Regions from separate parts of the Mus musculus genome. Here all the other regions are linked to region 1. Evidence: chromatin contacts called from public HiChIP or PLAC-seq and promoter capture Hi-C data. All regions are on one chromosome and are shown on one strand. The core of a region is the stretch at or near the end of the contact, and the rest is flanking DNA. Distances in the headings are between cores, read along the strand shown.

Region 1 (3,491 bases), core at 704-3,203:
AAAAGCAATGCTTGCTCTCTCTCTCTCTCTCTCTCTCTCTCTCACACACACACACACACACACACACACACACACACACTAGCACCCAACAACTCCTTTGTCAGCCTCCACACCTTCCGCCCCAAGCTCTTTCAGGGCTGCTGCTGCCTCCTCCTGAATCCTACATGACCCGATTGCCTGAATCTGCCCAGGTCTCGGCTTGCGTTACTCCCCCTCCCCAGACCCCCAAACTCCCCATTTCCTGGACTCAGAGTGGGCAGGAAGCCAGCACATCAACCACCCCAACACTGACCTGAGTAAGCATCCAGTAGAGCTGGCCATCTTCAGCCTCGAGGGCTACCTTCAGCAGGAGGTATCAACAGCATTTAGGGCTCAGCCTGAGTCAAGGAGACAAAGATCTGAACCCAGAGCCAACCCCAAACATCCCTGGGGCTCCCCATGCTTCCTTCCTGGCAGCACTCCCAAGTTGTTTGTTTGTTTTGTGCTATTTCTGAGCCAGAGACACCTCTTCCCTCCAACCTGTATTAATCCCAGGCTAGACTCCCAGACTCCCCTTGGGCTACATAGAGAGGTTTCTGCAAGCCGGTTCTAAACACTCATAATGAACCAAGCCAAGCTGGATACAGTAGGGTAAAGGAGAAGGTCCCTGCAGAGCCTTGCCCAGCACCTAGTGTGGTCTGCAGTATTCTTCACACAATCTATACTAGCAAAGGAGTGCTCCTTCCTTTGTGCCTGCTTCACTCTCTGTGACCCTTCCTTCAACCAGCCATCTCCTAAACTCTGCCCTTCATCGAGTGAGAGGCTGGACTTCCAGGGAAAGTTCAGGACACTCCACCCCCCTCCCACCCCCCACGAGACTCATATTATCTGGTCACCTCACTGTCCACCTAGTCAGGGCCACGTTTTTGAAGTATCTGAGAAGGTCTGGCATCATGGTGGGTGCTAGTAATCTCATCACTCAGAAGGCTGAGACCAGCCTGGCATACAATAAAGAATTTTCTGCCAACCTGTTCCCGAGGAGGAGGGAAAACTAAGGGAAACGTGGCTTATGTTTGCAGGTGGACCACTTTGGCACAAGACTCCCCTTCCTCTGAGACCTGCCTGACCCCTGTGTATTTCTGCCCTAGTTGTAATTACCCATGTTTTTTGAGTGCTCACGTGGTTGTGTTCACACAGTGGGATGGAGCCGACAGTCCCCAGCGGGCAGGGGAGATGTCCGGGTGGGAGTAGAGGTCGTTTCCAAGCGGCTTTTCATTGGAAGCTGTCAAGAACTGGATGTCATAGGTAGGGGGGCAGCGCCGCCCTGGGGAGCACACCGGTGGGTCTGGAGCCCCGCCCCCTGATTTCCCGGGATGAGTGACCTGAGGCAAACCACATCGCCTAGGAGCTTCTTCTGCAAAGTGTAGAGCTGGACTTCCACCTCCAGGGGTCGTGGAGAGGACAAACGCGGATGCTGCAGGTAAGGCCCTTTGCGGCCGCAGCTCTCCATGACCCTTTTCCCTGGGCCGCACTGGGGCAGGGGAGGCGCACTCTGGGAGGGCGTCCTCTCGCGAACAAAGGCTAAGGGAAGGAGAGAAATCCGTGACAGGTTCAGTCCAGGCGGGCCGAGAGAGGGAGACCCTTGCATACTAGGACAGTAGACGCTGGTTAGAGTGCCGCGAGGCAGAGGGTTCTTGGGGATACCAGGAGCCCTGAGCTGGGAAGGCTTCCTGGAGGTGGGGAGCTGCGGCGTGCGTGGCCCCTTTAAGAACCGATGCCCGAGAAGCTTGGGGCGCGGGGGACGGAGGGCGGTGGCAGAGAGACCCACGGCCGCCGCCAGGGCTCCGCACCCAGCGCCCGCTCCGCTGACGTCACCTGCCCCCGAGCGGCTCACTCTGATTGGCTGCAGGTGACGTCAGGGGCTTTTTCGCTCGGCATGACCTCATCCCCACCGGCAGCCCCGCCCTCCGCCCCGGGCCTGTCACTCGCGGCTCCCGCGGTGGCCGAGCCGGCTCCGCGGACCCCCGCCCCACCCGGACGCCGGACGCCGGACGCTGAGCCGGGCCGGAGCTGCCGGCCGCGCCCGCCAAGTCGCGGGCTGGGATGCGCGCCGTGAGCGCGCGTGCCCGACCGCAGTACGCGCGCTCCGTCCCGAGCGAGCGCTCCCCGCGGTGGCGGCGACGACGGCGGCGGCGGCGGCGACGCGCCCCGCGCGCCTCTCCGGCCCTTGCCCCGGCTACGCGGGCCCCCGACGGGCCCATGGGTGGCGGAACGGAGCGGGCGCCCTGAGCGCGGCACCGGCGTTGGGGGCAACCCCAGGGCAAGCGAGAGCCAGGTGAGCCAGGCGCTGACAGCGGTCGAGTCCTAAGCCGGGTGTGGGCCCAGGACGTGCGGAGGTTTTTGCGGTTGTGTGCCCTGAAGGAAGAAGCTCTTTGGAGCACCGAGAATAAATGGCTCTGCCCCGCGAGCGGCGCGCGCTGCAGATCCGCGCCTGCAGTGCGCTGTCTTTCTCGGCATATTCCTTCTTATCTGGAGGGATATATATAAGAGACCTAGGGATTCGCGGGGGAGGGCTGAGATCCAGCACAGATCGGTGAGAGTCCCTGCGAAGCGCCCCCGCTGGCAGCCAGATTTGGAGAAGGTCGTCCGCGGCTGCAGCGGGCAGGGGGATGCGAAACCTCCGACGCCAGAGGGTCGGCTCCGGCCTGCGGTAGGCTCCTTATCTGGAGAGGAAGCTATAGGACCCCCCCCCACTCTTCGACTCGCATGGCTGTCCCGTCACCCCCACTTCATGGTGCTCCACTCGCCTCTGCGGATAAAGAACATCCTTACCCGACGCAGAGGCTGTAGGCGCGATGCTGGGGGAGGGGCCGGCACGGCTGCCTCCTGCAGCCTGTCTCCCTGGCCTCTCTGCCTACCTTGGGAGGGAGCGGCCAGTCAGATGCTGCTGGTACCCTTGTGCCAAACCTTGCAGGTGGAGGAGCAAGAACAGGCTCAGCTTCCACTAGATCAGACCTCTTGGAATAAATTGGCCTCTGACTCCTTGTTGACAGGGTGTGCTGCGCCTGCAGCAGATAGATTGGGGGCCTTGATGGTGCAGTGATGGGGGTGGGGGACCAGTGTGGCATCTGCAATGCTCTGTTGTGCAGTATGGGGTGGGGGTGGAGGTGCTTCGGGTCAGGGGCACGGCTTCTTTCACAGTATGAATGAATTCAGAATGGAAATCCAGTGACCTGTAGACCCAGCCTCACATTTACTTGCCCCTAGGGTAGCTGGGTGGGTGAGGGTAGCTTACAGTGCCAGGCTCTGCCCTGGGAGATCAGAGTCCCCGTGCATTCACTATTTGGTTAGCAGGCACCTGATACAGATGAGCAGATCATGTGACCAGGAGCTGTAGGTTCATCTTTATGTCTGACTTGCTGCAGTCAGCTTAGGGACCTCAGGAGAGTTGCTGGGCAGGTTCTCGTTCCCTCCTGCTCTGTGCCCTTGGGGATACTTGAGGATACCTCTGG
Region 2 (3,491 bases), core at 582-3,081, 820 kb after region 1:
TGAGTTTTCCATCCTCAGCTGGATTCCTAAAGTGCCCCAGCCAGGTGGGTACCCGCACTCTGATGGTCACTCACTAGTCCCCTCTCCTTCCACAGGCTTCTGCCCAGGCTGTCCCTGGATGGGTCCCTGTCTCTCTGGCTGCCTCCTGGACCAAGGTCTGCTGTTGATCGTTCAGAGTGGACTGAAACAACCAGGCCACCCAGATGAGGGAGGAAGAGTCTCTAGGACCCTGGCTGGAGTAGGGATTGGTTGTCCTTGGCATCAATAAAAAAGGAATTTAGACCCTGGTCTTTTAGCTCATGGTGTGTGATGTCTGATAAAATGAAGGCCGCCTCTGCTCCGAGAGCCTGGAAGGCGTGGACAGATCCAGCCATCTCATTCAGTGGCTAGGACCACACCCAGCTGCCCTTTGAACCCAAGAAGCCAGCTAGGACATTTCTTATCTCTGGCATCAGCTGAACCCCTCTTTTCCCAGCTGAATTCCCTAGAGTGCCACCTTGCCCTGTGGTCCATTTAGCAAAATTTCTAGGGATCAGGGACTCCCCACCCTGGTCCAGCCATGTGGCCAGGGTAAATGAAGTGGTGAGGAGGAGGCTCAGGCGGGGTCATAGGGGTCCGCTTATGAGTGGGAGGACCTGAGTACATCCTGGCTCTAACATGTCTAGGCCTGAGGCCTGACGGTGATGTCATCTCCCAGTAGGCAGCTGTAGGACCAGTGAAGGGTTGTGAGACAGTGCTCAGTCTTTGCAGAGGCTTGGAGCCTCGGGAAGGTTTTCAGACACCTAAAGCAGCCAGCCCTGCAAAGGCCCACAGTAGTGAGAGCTGTGCAGGCCCTTTCAACAGAACACCCCCTACGACCCTCCTGATCCCACCCAGGGCCTTCTTCCTATCTCTGAGAGCTTACAGGCAAAAGGAGAGGAAGCATATCTAATGGAGGCCTGGGCTGTGTCCTCACCAGGATTCCTGTCTTCCATCAGATACTGGCTCCCCAAACCCCAGCTCCTAGCTGTGGCTGAAAGGTTCTATCTGCATCCTAACACCAACCAAGGCTCTGCCAGGCCCTACCCTGGGGGAACTGCTGTGTTTCTCATACAGCAGGAGCATACTGGGACACAGCCATTTCCCTTGGGAGTGGACGAGGGAAGGGAAGGGAGACGACATGACATAGCTCCAGGGATTTTGCTAGAGAACACTGAGGAGAAAGAGACAAGATGAGGGACACCCCAATGAGGGCTACAGTAGACCCAATGGCTCAGCCTGTTCTTGCTCCCAGCTCCCCACAGCCCTGCCCCCATTCCCCACAGCCCTGCCCCAGCTCTCCATAGCCCTGCCCCAGCTCCCCACAGCCCTGCCCCAGCTCCCCAGACCCATGGTTCCATCCCACAGGCCTGCTTCAGCCCCCAGCCCTGACTCAGCTCCCTACAGCCCTGCCCCAGTTCCCCACAGCCCTGCCCCAGCTCTCCATAGCCCTGCCCCAGCTCTCCATAGCCCTGCCCCAGCTCCCCATAGCCCTGCCCCAGCTCCCCAGACCCATGGTTCCATCCCACAGGCCTGCTTCAGCCCCCAGCCCTGACTCAGCCTCCTTAGATCTATGGCCCCAGAGCCTTGCCCTGGCTCCCCACACCTATTCTCCACTCCTCCTTGTTCTCAAGCTTCATACACCTTATGTGTAGTTCCCGTGGGTTGAGTCTCCAGCTAACTTCCTGGAAGTCCAGGCCGAAATATGACCTCATGTCCCCTGTTAGTGCCGGCCAGCGGGAGTCCCCTTGATAGAGGCCATCTGTAAAGGGTCATAAAATGAGGCGGTGCCTGGCAGGGGCGAAGGTCGCCAAGGCAGGAATTGTACCAGCCCTGGAACCAAGCAAGCTGGATCCTTCTTCCAGGTGACAGCTGCCGCCATGGGGGCTCCGGCCCTCCTGTGGCCTTCCCTGCTGTTGCCATGGCTCACAGTGCTGTTTGGCCAACCTCCGGGGACCTTGGCCCAGACCCAGGGTATGTGTCGGGCAGGGGCAGGACAGGTGGGTGGCAGAGCTCTGATGAGGAACCAACTTCTTCTTTCCAACTTTCTAGTCTGCTCTGTGAACCAGACCATATTTAGAGTCGAGGAGAACACCACTGTTTCTGAGCCACTGGTGAACATTTTTGTCCCAGACGGCCTGCACGTGACCTTGGGACCCTTGTCCACTCCTTATGCCTTTAGGATCGAAGGAAAAGATCTGTTTCTCAACGTGACTCCAGATTATGAGGTACAGTCTGTAGGCTGGATGGAATGTGCCTTCATGGAGACATACATGGGCGGGCCTCCTAACCTGGGGAAGATTCAGGGAAGGAGGGGCTGAGGGTTCTCTATCCCCCTGAGTGAGGAACCCTTCAGGCCCTGTGGTCGGTTGGTTGGTACTGAGGGGGAGGGCCGTAGGGGACAAAGCTGCCAAATGCCCCCCCCCACACACCCAGGATTTCCCACAGATGACTGGGGCGCTGGAGCGGTACCTGCTCTCCTAGCCGTACTCTCCCGTTCTAGAGCAGCATAGCTCCTTATGTGGCAAGTGACTCATAGGGCCCCTGGCTTCATCCTTAGGAAAACTCATTGCTCCAGGCAGATGTGGAGTGTAAGAGAGGAGATGCGGTGGTAAGTTAACCCCAGTACCTGATCACCTCTGCCTTCTGTCAGAGTACCCCAAGGCCATTCCCCCATGACCTCAGCTCTCTCCTGGCCACTCCCACGCTTGCTTCTTTCAGCCTAGACTTCCCTGAGCTCCAGACTCAAAGTCAGCTAACTTAGAGCTGTGGATTAAGTCAATACCCTGAGGCCCTAAGTCTGCCTCTCATCCCTCACCTGCCAGCCACTTAGGCCCCTTTTGAGGTCACCCCACCCCAGGTACATTGTTGGGATTGTCGGTTGTGCCTCAGTTAGAGTCAGCCCTACTCTTCCTACCTCTAGTCCCACGGGGCCTTGGGCAGCAGGTCTCCTTTCTGACCCTGCCGCAGATCCATTTGCTCTCCGTGCCCTTGGTCCTTCTCTATTCCTTCCCCCACATAGTGAATCCCTAGAGAGTCATAACCACAACCCCAGACAGCCTCACACAGAAACTTCTACGTTTCTTACCGGACTCCAAAGCTAAATGCACAGGTGGGTGGGTGAGGCAGGCTAGGGCATGCAGACACTGATCTGGTATGCAAATTCATTTTGATGCTTAACCCTCCTACGTTATGCTGCCCCGCTACCCTATCCCATACATCGTATCCCTCAGCCTCCACCACAAGCCTTTTACTAAAGGAAGCTCGAAGAAATAACAGGCCCCACATAATTTCTGCTTCACCATGAGCAACTCTCACACCCTGCACTCCTACCTGGCTCCATGACATGTTACCACACACATCTTGGGCCACGTCTCTAATAGGTAGTAATATTAAAAAAACAAAACAAGACAAAACTTATTTTTTTTTTTTGGTATAGTTCAGTGGTAGAGTATCTGCCTAGTATGATTTGA
Region 3 (3,491 bases), core at 593-3,092, 700 kb after region 1:
CCAAACAAAAAACAAAACAAACAAAAAACCCTACAGACCCAGGGCTGGGGACACAGTTGAGTGGCAGCTGTTTTAGCAGGTGTGATGTCAGAGCTTGAGCTCTAGCCTCCCCTCCCCTCCCCTCCCCTCTCCTCCCCACCCCACCCCCAGCTGAGCATTAAGGCCCAAAGACCCTGAGGTTCAGAGGAAAATGAAAGGGGTCAAAAGCGTTCGGAAACTCTATTTTCAGGAGCCTGTGATACCCAAGGGGTGAAGAACCCTCACCACAGCTGGGCAGGGGTGGTGCACAATGCTGATCCCAACACTTAGGAGGCAGAGGCAGGCAGATTTCTGTGAGTTCGAGGCCAGCCTGGTCTATAAATCAAATTCCAGGAAAGTCAGGGCTACACAGAGAAACCCTGTCTTCAAACAAATAAACACCAAAAGAAACCTTTACCATCTGACAAAAAAAAAAAAAAGACTTTGAATAAATAAAGTATATAAAATAGATTTTGAATCTGACAATGTTTATAATTATTTGTTTTAAGCCACACTGTCAATGAATGTGCTCTTTGGCTCTTTGTTGTTGTTTGAGACAGGCTCTTACTATGTAGCTCAGGCTAGCCTGGAACCATGTAGCCCAGGCTGGCCTCCAACTCATAAAGATGTGCCTGCCTCTGCCTCCCAAATGCAGGTGTGAGCTACCATGCCTGTCTCTTGCTCTCTTCACAAACATTAGCCGGTAAACTCTGCACTACACACACAGTGGAAAAACCTTAGGACTCCCAGATGGATTTCTGGAAGCTGACGAACACAGCTTGTGTCAGACGGGTTTGCTATTAGACCCACATCAAGTCTGTCCTTTATAGCTAAGCAGCCCAAATATGCCTAATCACTCTCTGCGACTCTCTGAGAGATAAACAATGCACTTACTCATGAGGAATTAAAGCCTGTTTCTCAAGTCACCGTGAGAAAGCAGAAAAGAGCAGAAGTGCTTTTGTACTGAGCTCACACGGAGCATTTCCTGAAAGTCTTTCTCACAGCACATGTGAGATCACCTCCACCACCCTCCAAGGATGAGAGCAAGACTAACAGCACAAGTCTTTCCACCTGTTTTCCGCGTCCCTACCAAGTCCAGGAAAATCTGAGTACTGGAGCTGCGCATGGTGGCACTGCCTGATCCAGCACTAAGGCTAAGATAGAAGGATTACCAGGAGTTCCAGAACAGCCTGTGGCTACACTGTGAGACCCAGTCTCAAAAGAGAAGGAAGTATGACAATGATAACCATTTGATTTAGTGTGTGCAACTGGTCTGACTCCAGCCATGCTGTGTACTGCCCATAGAGAGTAACCAGCTGCATGTGGAAAACCAGTGCAACAGGCTGCAAAAAGCAGATGGTGTCCAGTCTTGCAGACTGCACTGGCTCCAAAGTTGAGCCTGTGTCATCGTAGGGAATTGGGAGTAGGGGTGGGGGCACCCCGGGTCAGGGAGACTTTCTCGGACTACCTCTACCCACCGAGGCTTCGCGCCGGGCTCCCAGGGTCACCAATAGCCCAGGAGCTATTGATCCTTGAAGGTTCCGCAAACTCACCAATCCCAGCTCCAGCGCCCGCGAGGCCCCGCCCCTGACACCCACACCGGTGCTGGTTCCAAAATTGGGGGCGCAGCAGCTTAAATAGGGCGCATGCACCGCGTCCTCTTACCATTGAAATCACCCGTGTCGGCCACCACGGTGGTGAACTGCTTGAGCTGGTCCAAGGCGGACTCCATCCTCTGGCGCTTTACCGGGGACCCCGACATGGCGAAACGCGAACAGCTGAGGCGGTAGCCGGTGCGTGCTAACCCACAATGCCCCGCGCGTCCTGGCCAATCAAAGCAAAGCTAAATGAAGCCTGACGACGAGCCCCGCCCATGTACTTGGAGACCTTGCCATAGACCACGCCCCGTGTCACGGTCGGAGTTCTCTTCCCCAGTAGCGAGTGGTTAGTTTCTACCAGTCCAAGGAGAGTGGATTCTTTGTACCCCTCTAGAGCTCGGATGCGTAGAATGAACAGACAACGGATTCTACTGAGACGCGCGCTCAGTAAGCCTCAGACCCCACGGACTACGGATGGATGGGTGGCAGCGCTCTCGCTCCACACCCATGCTAATCCTTGAGCGGGTCCTTGCCTCCAACTGTGCATTCCCTACAGGGGCTTCAGAAGTGCACCCTTTCTCCAGCTGTGGGACTCCCCTACTCCCAGTTTAGGGACTGGGAGCTGCGCCCTCTCTGCTGATCGCGATAAGTCAAGCTCGGTGCAGCCCCTGCTTACAGGCAGACAAGCTAAAGCACAGTCTGAGAATCAATACAGGTGTATGGCCCCATGGGCGACTTCTGGCAAAGCCACCAGTTTCCGCTTCCCAGATGGAGTGGTTCTGGTGTTGCCTTAAGCTGCTGGGTGATCCTTCCCTTGCCCATGATTTTGCATCTCCCCTGGCTGGAAGTCTGTCTGGAATAAGCAGCAGTTTGAGAAAGTTGAGATGGGGAATTGAATCTTCAGTCATGAATAAAAATAGTAAGGGCAGTTTCTTTTACAGTGTTCCCATTATTGATTTGCAGTTCTTTGAATATGCTGGCTCAAGCTATTACACATATATGTGTATGCCGGATATTTTCTGTTAATATTTTGTTTACCACTCGTCTTAGTTTGCTTTCTATTGCTGTGATAAACACCACCACCCAAAGCAACTAGGCGAGGTTGATTGTACCTTACCCTCCCAAGTAACAATCTATCACTCAAGGACTGCAAGAAAGGCGCCTGGAGAAAACTTCTCACCGGCTTGCCTCCCTTGGTTTGCACAGCCTCCTTTCTTTACAGCCCTGAACTTCCAGGACCACCTGCTCAGGGATGGCACCACTCACCGTGGTGCTATGGGCTTTCCCTTATCAATCATTAATCTTAAAATTAATTTTTTCTTAAAAACGGAGCCAGGCAAGGTGGTACAGACCTTTAATCCCAGCATTCTGGAGGCAGTGGCAGGTGGATTCAAGGCCAGCCTGGTTTACATAGGGAGCTCCAGACTCGCCAAAGGGAAAAAGCCTTGCCGACTGACTTGCTAATCTTGAGGACAGAGGCATTCTCTCATTCGAAGTTCCCTCCTCCTGCAAAATCCGAGCTGTGTCAAGTTGACAAAAAAAAGTAACCAACACACTTTTTTTTTTTTTTTTTTTTTTTTTAGTATCTTTTAAAAATAGATTTTTCTTTGAAAGGAGACTGGCCTTGAACTCTTGGTCTTCCTGCCCCTGCCTTCCAAGTGCTCAGATTACAGGCAGGGGCCACCATACTTGGCTCCAGCTGACTCTATTCAAGTTCACTGGAAGATGGACTTTTATATACTAGGGGCCACAGAGGCTGCCTCTAGGGCAGTGTTTCTCAACTTGTGGGCCACAACCCTTTTGCAGAGGTGGTTGTGGGTGGGGTCAAATATCAGATAGCCCGCATATCAGATATTTACATTTTGGTTCATCATG
Region 4 (3,491 bases), core at 296-2,795, 560 kb before region 1:
GGAAAAGTGTGTGTGCCCCAAACACGCACTGGACACTGCGCGGCGGCCAGGACGTGGGCAGTGTTGCTCCCGTGTCCAGGAAAACGACTGGGCATTGCCCCCAGTTTCCCCCAAATTTGGGCATTGTCCCCGGGTCTTCCAACGGACTGGGCGTTGCCCCGGTTCACTGGGGACTGCCCTTGGGGTCTCGCTCACCTTCAGCAGCGTCCACTTCAGCAGCTCCCACTTCATCCGCTCTCCCGCCCTTCTCCTCCGATCCTCCTGCGCCAGCGGACCCGACCTTCGGCCTTGTGGTGAGCTCCCCGTGGCGCGCTCCCTCGTGCCCCAGCTCTTCCACTGCGGGGCACCGGCTACCTCGCAGTTTGTCCTCAGGGCTGCTGCGGAGTAGCGCGGGAGCGGGCTGCTGGCTTCTCCCTCGGCGGCAGCGCTCCTTTGGGCTGGGCGCTCCGAAACGCGCGCCACTTTGTGTGCACTCTGCAAACAACGCGGTGGTAGGGAAAGCGCCTGGGCGGCCAGGAAGCGGGAAGGGCAGAGCGCTCGGGCGGCTTGGAGCCTCCAACCCTACAGGTCGAGGGCTTGGGGAAGCGAGTGTAGAGCGCGGGCGCGGTGATTGATGGTCGGGCCGGGAGGTTAGCCCCGGGTGCACTGGTTTCCGCCAGTAGTGGCCCTTTAGAGGCCTAGAGGTGCGGAGGTCGGGAGAGGGAAACAAGGTGCACCGGTTTAGAAGTGATTTTGACTTGGTAAAAATCACAATGGCTTCTTATATCTGAAACCACCCGGGGAGAGTTTCTTAATAGCCCGGAATTATCGCATTGGCCCCTGGGGCCGAACCTGCAACTAAGCAAATTCAAAGTGCTGAGGACAGGGAACTGTTATCTGCTCATACTGGGTGGGGTCCCAAAGGCGCGCCGCTTAGAAGCACTTCAGTGAGCTCTGGTTTACAGGTCTGGTTTGAGCTACGTTTCCCGCCCTGCTTCTTTTTCTGCTGAAGGGCGCAGACATTGTGCGGGGGCTCCACGCGGGGCCCAGATTTGGCGTGGCCAAGCCAGCCTTCCCTTCATGGTGCACCTGGTGGCCCCCCAAAGGCTGCTAGGAGATCCCAGGCAAAGCAGAGGTTAGGGGCGCTTAGTAAGATCTATCTGGCTGCTATTCGAGGTGCCTCACAGCCCGCCCTGCCTGCTCAGGCAGGTGGAGGCTGCGCGCTCCCCCCCCCCCCCCCAGCCGATCCAGGGGACTGTCCCCTGCTTAGCAAGTAGGTCCCTGTGAGAACCCTCTACCCAGCTACCTGCGCCTTAACTCAGTCGGCCGGGATGCGCCTACCTTGTAACCCTCTAACTGAGCACAGGTCCTGCCACTACCACTGAGGCCTAGGGTGCCACGCACGTTGGTTCGCACCACGCGCCCATGTTGCACAAGCACAGGGCACCCCGGAAACATGACATGGGACCTCGATTTTTAGGGATAGACACCCAGGATTTAGTGGGCCTGTTGGGGCGCACAGCCCCCCCCCATCTTTGCCACCAGGCACTCCACTCCCCCCCCCCACCGGCAACCCCCGTGCCCAGGGCCCCCGACCCGCATTCCCCGCGTGGCTCGAGTTGCGGGGGCGGTCCCGGGGCGGGGCGAGGGCCCTGCGGACGCCCATTGGCGCGGGCGTAAGGCCAGCGGGGCCCGAGCGGGCGCCGAGCCGCGGGGTGGCGCGGCTATAAGAACCGGGCGTTGGCGCCCGGAGTTCGCCTGCTCTCCGGCGGAGCTGCGTGAGGCCAGGCCGGCCCCCGGCCCCCCCTTCCGGCCGCCCCCGCCTCCTGGCCCACGCCCGCCCGCGCTCGGCCCGCCAGCGCCTCCATCCGGGCTGGCGGCCCCGCGTCGACGCCGTCCGCCACCTCGCTGCTGCTAACTCCTGTGCAGGGCGCCGTCGGCGGGGCCGCGCTCCGTCGGGCCTGCGGATCTCCCCACCGCCTCCTCCTCTATCTACCTCAACACCCCATTCCTGCTTCGCCAGAGGAGGCGGTCCCCACCGCAGGCAGTCCGGCTTGCAGGTCGCCGGCGTTGTCATCCCCCGCGCTTCCCCTCCCAGCCCTCCCCGGTGCGCAGCCCGGCTGCTCCCCTCTTTTCGCTGCAGTCCCGAGCAGCTGAGGCGCCGCCACGCCTGTCCCCCCCACAAGAAGCCCGGGCTTACGACGGCTGAGGGCTCCGTCGACCCTAACCGAGCTGGGTGCCCGTGGCCGGGGTGACGCCTCCATTCCTCCCCCCTCAACACCGTCCTCGGTCCTTCGAAGTTGCATCCTCTCCTCTGCTTAGGGTGCGCCCCCCCTCGCGCACCCGCTTACCCGCCACCTTTCCTAAGCTCCCCTCCTGCCCCCTCCCCGTTCCTCCTCGCCTCAGACTCCCTCCCCCTCACGTCCGCCCTCTGCCTTCGCCTACCCAAGTGGATTAATTATACGCTTTCTGTTTCTCTCCGTGCTGTCCTCTCCCGCTGTGAGCCTACCCGCCTCTCGCTGTCCTCTCTCCCTCTCTCCCTCTCTGTGGTCCCCCCCTTTCACGTTCACTCTGTCTCTCTCACTATCTCTGCCCCCCAACTATCCTTGATACAACAGCTGACCTCATTTCCCGATACCTTTTCCCCCCCGAAAGTACAATATCTGGCCCGCCCCAGCCCTAAGATACCCTAAAGAAGCAGAAGAGACGCCCCCCTCCCCACCAAAAAAGCCATCTCCCCGTTCTGTCCCGTCGCACATTCGGCCTCTGCGACTCGGGCAGAGCGGCGCTGGCAGAGGAGTGCCCGGCAGAAGGGCCTTCGCCCGCTGTTCGGTTTGCATACCCGCAGCAGGGAGATGGGCGGCAGCGTCGCCGGCTTCCAGGTAAGGGCTCTCAGGGGCCCTGGGAGTGGGGGGTGCGCAGAGCCCGGCTTGGGCATGGCGGGACTGGTGCGGTGGGTGGGGGGCTGGGGGCTCGTTCCCTAAGCAAACTTTTGTTCCCCCTTGCGCCATGGAGTGGGGGAAGGGGCGGGGGTATGGGGGCTGTTGGGGAGGGGGTGTGTAAGTTGAACTCACAGGAGACTTCCTGGTGCTTTACTGTGTGTTGGGGAAGGGGGGGATGGATGAGCTGCATAAAATGTACGATTCGTGCTGTGCAGGCCCTGTACACCCCCCCCCAAGGGTGCTGAGTGATGAGGAGGGGGGCAGAGTCTCCGAAGCCCACCCTGGTATGTTGACTTTGTGCCAATGAGACAGGAAGGAAAAGTGGGTGGGCGGGGCCAAGAGCCCCCCAAAATTGGTAAAAGAGTCAAGCCAGACCCCACAGTTAGCTTTTCCCCCCACCCACACACCCCAACTCTGTCCCCAACATTCCCAACCTGGAATGTTGGGGGGAGAGGGGACGGTTTCGGGCTCAGAAGGGCAGAAATGTTACAGTTCAAAGAGAAATAACTGCCCCTGCCTTTTACTGGGTGTAACTTTCCATAGGAGGATGTGGGAAGGAGCCCCCTCCCT

Evidence for each region. Promoter capture Hi-C pulls out the DNA fragments that hold promoters and counts their contacts. HiChIP or PLAC-seq counts read pairs in DNA pulled down with a chosen protein or histone mark.
Region 2: an HNF4G HiChIP or PLAC-seq map of pancreatic cancer cells shows a contact between it and region 1. The contact joins the promoter of Cdhr5 here to the promoter of Dusp8 in region 1.
Region 3: a contact with region 1 is called in a promoter capture Hi-C map of erythroid cells, with 7 times the contacts expected there. The contact joins the promoter of Taldo1 here to the promoter of Dusp8 in region 1. A contact is called at or near these places in 1 of 39 promoter capture datasets (erythroid cells), 1 of 115 datasets of contacts at active chromatin or transcription factors (embryonic forebrain) and 1 of 9 other capture datasets (pancreatic islet).
Region 4: a promoter capture Hi-C map of embryonic stem cells shows a contact between it and region 1, with 10 read pairs. The contact joins the promoter of Igf2os here to the promoter of Dusp8 in region 1. A contact is called at or near these places in 4 of 39 promoter capture datasets (cranial neural crest, embryonic stem cells, hippocampal neurons and 1 more), 5 of 484 Hi-C or Micro-C datasets (all in embryonic stem cells), 2 of 115 datasets of contacts at active chromatin or transcription factors (embryonic midbrain and embryonic stem cells) and 2 of 9 other capture datasets (adipose tissue and liver).

The regions. Positions count from the first base shown.
Region 1 is chr7:142,093,746-142,097,236 of GRCm38.p6, reverse strand. Dusp8 (dual specificity phosphatase 8) reads left to right here and starts at 1,953. Exons shown (of 7, transcript NM_008748.3): 1 at 1,953-2,314. It overlaps Gm32786 (a long non-coding RNA gene), which reads right to left and starts at 3,071. Exons shown (of 7, transcript XR_870057.3): 1 at 2,898-3,071; 2 at 1,159-1,560; 3 at 293-377.
Region 2 is chr7:141,275,126-141,278,616 of GRCm38.p6, reverse strand. It overlaps Cdhr5 (cadherin-related family member 5), which reads left to right and starts at 1,831. Exons shown (of 15, transcript NM_001114322.1): 1 at 1,831-1,992; 2 at 2,071-2,246; 3 at 2,579-2,629. The coding sequence starts at 1,899. It overlaps Sct (secretin), which reads left to right. Exons shown (of 4, transcript NM_011328.3): 4 at 96-288. The coding sequence ends at 207.
Region 3 is chr7:141,390,511-141,394,001 of GRCm38.p6, reverse strand. It overlaps Taldo1 (transaldolase 1), which reads right to left and starts at 1,842. Exons shown (of 8, transcript NM_011528.4): 1 at 1,684-1,842. The coding sequence starts at 1,780.
Region 4 is chr7:142,657,734-142,661,224 of GRCm38.p6, reverse strand. Igf2os (insulin-like growth factor 2, opposite strand) reads right to left here and starts at 1,545. Exons shown (of 4, transcript NR_002855.3): 1 at 196-1,545. It also overlaps a transcript of Igf2 not described here.